2 separate regions of the Triticum aestivum genome follow, and region 1 is linked to region 2. The links are chromatin contacts, called in public Hi-C maps. All regions are on one chromosome and are shown on one strand. The core of a region is the stretch at or near the end of the contact, and the rest is flanking DNA. Distances in the headings are between cores, read along the strand shown.

What was found. Hi-C and Micro-C count contacts between places; a contact is called where the count stands out from the background.
Region 1: a Hi-C map of leaf shows a contact between it and region 2, with 4 times the contacts expected there. The contact joins the promoter of LOC123149675 here to the enhancer-like site in region 2. A contact is called at or near these places in 3 of 5 Hi-C or Micro-C datasets (all in leaf).

What each region holds. Positions count from the first base shown.
Region 1 is chr7A:130,182,856-130,185,584 of IWGSC CS RefSeq v2.1, reverse strand. LOC123149675 (bZIP transcription factor 46) reads right to left here and starts at 1,478. Exons shown (of 4, transcript XM_044569382.1): 1 at 283-1,478. The coding sequence starts at 1,131.
Region 2 is chr7A:130,091,490-130,094,210 of IWGSC CS RefSeq v2.1, reverse strand. No RefSeq gene overlaps it. Among protein-coding and RNA genes, the nearest start is that of LOC123149675, 91 kb to the left of the region's middle. Within about 2 kb of position 1,445, at least 5 of the 8 cell types and tissues checked have an H3K27ac peak or open chromatin away from gene starts, as enhancers often do. A contact at or near this core is called in leaf, where this site is marked.

The DNA of each region.
Region 1 (2,729 bases), core at 229-2,728, 91 kb before region 2:
TGAATCTGAGAGGGTCAACTTGAATGACGATCCACATAGATTCTCCTCATCTTGGGTTTCACAATGTTTAACAACTCCAACTTGCTATTTGCAGGGGCTACTCAGGGATAAACTATTATCTAGCAGCTAAAATGGAAATGTCAGATCACATCAACGAATAAAGTACACAACATGACCGAGGGGCATACCCGATATAGACACCCTGTGAACCTGGGTTCGGGTTCAGATAATATTTCAGATTAGTTAAGCAAAAGGCGTATGGTTGAAGAACGAGAGCTTCACCTGCTTCCTCTGGCGGGACCTGGCGGCGGACTCCCGGTTCTTGATCATGCGCCTCTGCCTCCTCTCGACCACCTTCTCGACGGTAGGCCCCTTCCTGGCCCTCGTCACGGTGTCGAAGGGATACGGCACCGGCGACAGCGACGAGAGATCCCCGCCCTCCATCTTGCCGAACCCGTTCAGCACGCCCGGCGTCGTCGGCGCCGCCACCGTCATCGCCACGCCAGGCCCCTGCCCGACGACTCCGTGCACCACCCCGTTCGCCACCTGCATGGCCGGCGCGACCACATTGCCCTGAGGGAACAGAGCCTGCGCCCGCGCCGGCACGACAACGGTCTGGCCCCCCATGTCCTCCCGCACCACGCCGGCGCGCACCAGGAACTCCTCCAGCGTCATCCGCCCCAGGGTCTGCTGCCGCTGCGCCTGGGCCTCCGCCTGAGCCTGAGCCTGAGCCTGGGCCGGCGCCGGCGCGGGGGGCGCCGGCGGCTCCTCGTCGCAGAAGCCCATGATGTCGCGCCAGACCTCGTCGACCGTCATCTGGCTGAGCGTGCGGGGCAGCGTCATGGAGCCCTGGCGCAGGATGGCCTGCTGCTGCGGCTGCAGCGGCGGCGGCTGGGGCAGGGCGTCGACATTGGACGCCGGGGCGGCCGTGGTGGCCGGCGTCAGGGTGGCCGCGATGGCGTTGGACTCCTCGGCCGTCCAGATGTTGCGGAGCAGCTCGTCCATGTTCATGGACCCGAAGTCCTTGCCGGCGCCGCCGAGCGCGCTCTGGAACTCGTCGAACGTCAGCGAGTAGATCGACCCCTGCCTGGCCAGCGCGCCGGCCCCGCCGCTCCCTCCCGGCATCTCCATCCCTCCTCCTCCTCACACCACAACCCCCACACCGAATTCCCCCAAGATCCCTCCCTCTCCCGCACCACCAGCAGCGAAAATTCCTCCGGCGGTCTCTCTCGGCGACTCTATCCCACAAAGGCGACCGACAAAGAAGGCAAGGGAGGGGGGGCTGGGCTTATAAACAAGGGGGCGGGCGACAGCGGGTGGAGTGTGATTAGCCGGCGGTATAATACCCGAATTAGCAAGGGGAAATCTAGTTTTACAGAAAGGCGAGATTTTTGGTTTAGAAAACAAGGCGGAGCGGGGGGGAGGGGAGCATCGGGGGGCGTGTTGCTGCGGAGTTGGTGCGGCTTTGCGGGAGGCGATCGCGGCGGCGAGGTGGGGGGAGGGACAGGTGTCGCCTCGGGGCCATTAAAGTGGCTGCCGCCGGAGCGCGACAAGCCGGTCAGAGGATTGGGTTACTGCCCCCACCGGACAGTCATTCAGCTCCGCGCACACACCAGCTCTACACCGAAAATAGAAATTCAGGGCTGCCATGGGTTTTCTTGGGAAAAAATTTATTGCGGAAAATAAATTGCCCCCTCTTGTTGATTAAAGGGGTTTTATCTCATTTTTTTCTTATCTTATTATCCCCGCCGAATTGCGACGGAGACGTGCGCGTGAATCACGTGGCAAAGCCGCATACTGTGGGCTAGTTTAATTGAGCGTGAAAACAGGCGGCAATGGGGCGCCGTTGTAGGCTTGCGGATAGATAATGCAGGGGGTCGAAACGGACGGCGATGAGGCGTCCGTTGTAGCTTTGTAGATAGATAATGCAGGAAAGTTGAAACGGAAGGTTATGCGTACGCGATCCTTCTGGAGCACACCAGGATAGACATGAAATCCTCTGACTTTCGGCGCGTCGTTCCAGATGGGTTGGCGTCACGCAAGCGGAGCGACAGAGGCGCGCAGTCCCTCGTGATGATTTATCTTGTAGATTGGTTTGGCTGTAATAGACGACTTTTGCAAATGGAGCATGCAGTCAGATCTAATCTTCCGAATACAACAGTGCCGACACATCCAGGGGCTGAGCTATGTTAGGGCCAGCCCGTGCTATGGCCCGCCCAGCTCACGGGATTTTCTATACAACACATTTACTCTTGGGCCTTGGAACACGGGCCCACAAGCAATCCCCTTCTGTTTGGCCCATCCAGTCGACCCAACATGGGCTTCAAGATGTGCCACTAGGCCGGGGAACAACTTCGGTAGTGTGCCGAGATGATCATGGAACATATTTAGGACCGTCTTCTTTTGTGATCCAGGGGATAACTGAACCAACAACGCTTGAGGCCATTGCGTGTCGGGAGGCCCTAACTCGCCGTTGATCCGGGAGTTCAAAGGTTATATGCTGCCTCAGATTGCAGATCAATACTTGATGATATTCATGAAGACCGAAGTTGTGCATGGGGTCATGATTAGGGAGATCACACAATGGATGGTTGATTTTATTTCTTGTAGTTTTGTGTTTGAAGGTAGAACTTGTAACACTGAAGCACACAATCTAGCTAGATTTTCGCTCTCTTTGCAGCAGGTAGACATACTTGGTCGGATCTGCCCTATGATCCAAACACCATTCC
Region 2 (2,721 bases), core at 196-2,695:
TCATCCTTTGTCTTCTTGGACTTCTAATCTTCATAGAGTTAACCCGGCTACTCCTGGCCGGTTTACGTCCCGTAGTAATATCCCCAACAGGGAGGGAGATGGGTGAATGACGAGTGTGGGCAACGAGTAGGTGATGCGTTGGCGAGTGGGGGGGGGCATTTTGGGAAACTCCAAAATTTTCGTAACGTAACCAAATTTGTACATGAAACCCTTAAACGACATATATTTCAGTACAGAGGAAGTACAAAAAGGAGTACGTATGGAGACTGCAAAAAAATTTTCTTGCCAGAAAATCTTCAATCTGTTCATCTTCAATCATAGCAGTACAACGAACATCCGAAATAATAAAAATTACATACAGACTTATAAACCACCTAGCGGCAACTACAAGCACTGAAGTGAGTCGAAGACGTGCTACCGTCATTGTCTCTCCCTCGCCAGAGCTGGCCAAAACTTGTTGTAGTAGATAGCGAGAAAGTCATTGTGTTAAGGCCCCACCGAACCAACGCAGCAGGACAACAACGAGCGCCAGTGAAGAGTAGAGTAGGTCCGAAGGATTCAGCCTGAAGACACACGAATATAGATGAATTACGACCAGATCCAAGCAAATTCACCAAGGACAAATCCGCCAGACACACCTGCACATGCCCATCGACGATGCTATAAACACGCTACCGGGACGGGGCCTAGGCAGGGAGAACTTTATTCAATCTCCAGAGAGCCGCCGCCGTCTCGTCTTGCTAAGAATGACGCAAAGCGCTTACAAATCTCTCTAAAAACAAAGCCCTCTCACCGGCAAGGGTCGGGATCCACCGCAATGTGATGCCCTAAGTTCACCGGAGACGAGAAAGACTGGTGGCTCGGCAATGGTAGGCTAGGCTTTTCTTAGAGATGAGGCGGCTGTGGGGAAATGTCAATTATAAACACAGATTGTCTAAGAAAGTGAGAAGGGATGATGTAGCACGACCAACAGTGCTTGCCCTGCCAAAGCCCCGAGAGCCTCCCGGTGGAAGAGCACAAACCTGACAGGACTCCTGCTTTCTAGACGGCCAAGCGGCGCGGTCACGATCGCGAAGGGCTTCCCATCATCCCAGGCACATCCCCGCCACAAACATGTCACCACGAGCGACGGCCAAATGGACGCCACCCACAGTTGCGCCCGTCAGGCTCGCCGGCTCCGCTGTCTCCCTGAGCGCGCACAGGCGTGAGTGGATCATGTCAGTCAGCCTGCATGGGATCGGAGCCGGGTCGCTCTCCGCCCTCGCCGAACCGGACCGGAAGCCCGGCCTTTCCTTTCTGCCCGTGGCATCGGTATCACCACCTCACCCGCTCTATTCTATATCGCCTGGCGCCTATCGGCCCACGCCAGCACGGGCAATGCCCCGGGTTTGAATAACGCAGCGGCCCCCCGGCCTCCACGTCGCGCGCTCCGGTGTTGTTTCCCGTGGAAGCCACTGGTCACCGCAGAATCATCCATGGGCATGGGGTGGTACTACTAAAAAAGGGGACCGTACCGCGCTCCGTGATCCCGTCCCCGTCGCTACCTACCGTTTTGCGTCACTGTGGGAGCGGCAGGCGGGCGGGCAGGGTGGGGTGGGGTTTCCGGTCGTCGGAGGAGTTTTCTATTGGGAAAGAAGCGGAATATCCTTTCCCGGCAGGTGGGTAAAAACTAGGCGATGTCTCTGGAAGGCGAGGGGGTTGAATATTGGACGGGCACATGCGGGGCGACAGCTGGGCAAAGTTCCTGCACTAGTTTACAAGTTACTGCAACGTGACGGAGAGTTCGGAATACTGGTAGTCTAGGCTGGTACCTGTGTGTGTGGGTTTCCTGGCGTCTGTCAATTGGTTGCTTGCTTTGTGCTTCTTGCCTGCCTCGGTAGAATATGGGTTTTTTTGCGTTGTGCTTTGCCTTCTGCCTTTCCTTTTTTTTTGGAGGAAAATTGCCTATACTGCCTTTCGGCTTCTTTTGGACTTTTCGTTCGTGGAATTGTCAGTTGCGGCCTTTTTGTTTTTAAGACAAAAATGTGGACCTGTGGACTAGCATTATCTGGACCTGGCGGGTAACGGGGGCGGCCCTGAATGAAATAGCTGCATATAACCGTTGCTCGGAGCCTGGGACAGGTCCATTTTCTAGTTTGGGGCTATTAATAAGGGGCGCGGCTATGTCTCGCCGAAAAACAAAGAAAACAAAACCAAAAAAGGCTATGTCAAGCCTTCGAGAGATCCTCCCCATCACCTTGACCACCAACCAGGAGCAGGGCAGTGGCATGTATCGCCCACAGCTATCCCGATCAAGCGATCACTCCCGTCGGGTTACTTGGCTGGCGTGGTGTGGACGACCCGATATCTTGGATGGCTGAATGATGTAGTAGCGTAGGTACAATTAGTGGGTTTTCCTCCCATTTTTTCTTTTTTCCACTACACAGAAAATATGTTCAATCAAAATTCACGAAATCAATAAGGTTTATAAATTCAAAACAAGTTCACAAACTTGAATGGACTATCAGATTCAAAAATGAACAACCTTTGGAAAAGTGAATAGTTTTTAAATCCCTTTTTTTTAAAAAAAATATGAACAATTTTAAAGTTTACGAACATTCTATTGAATTACGAATTCATTTTAAATCCGATTTTTTTAAAATTTCAAGCATTATTTAAAATATGAACAAAATTTGAAAATACAAAGATTTTTAAAGTTACAATCAGTTTTTGTTATTTTCT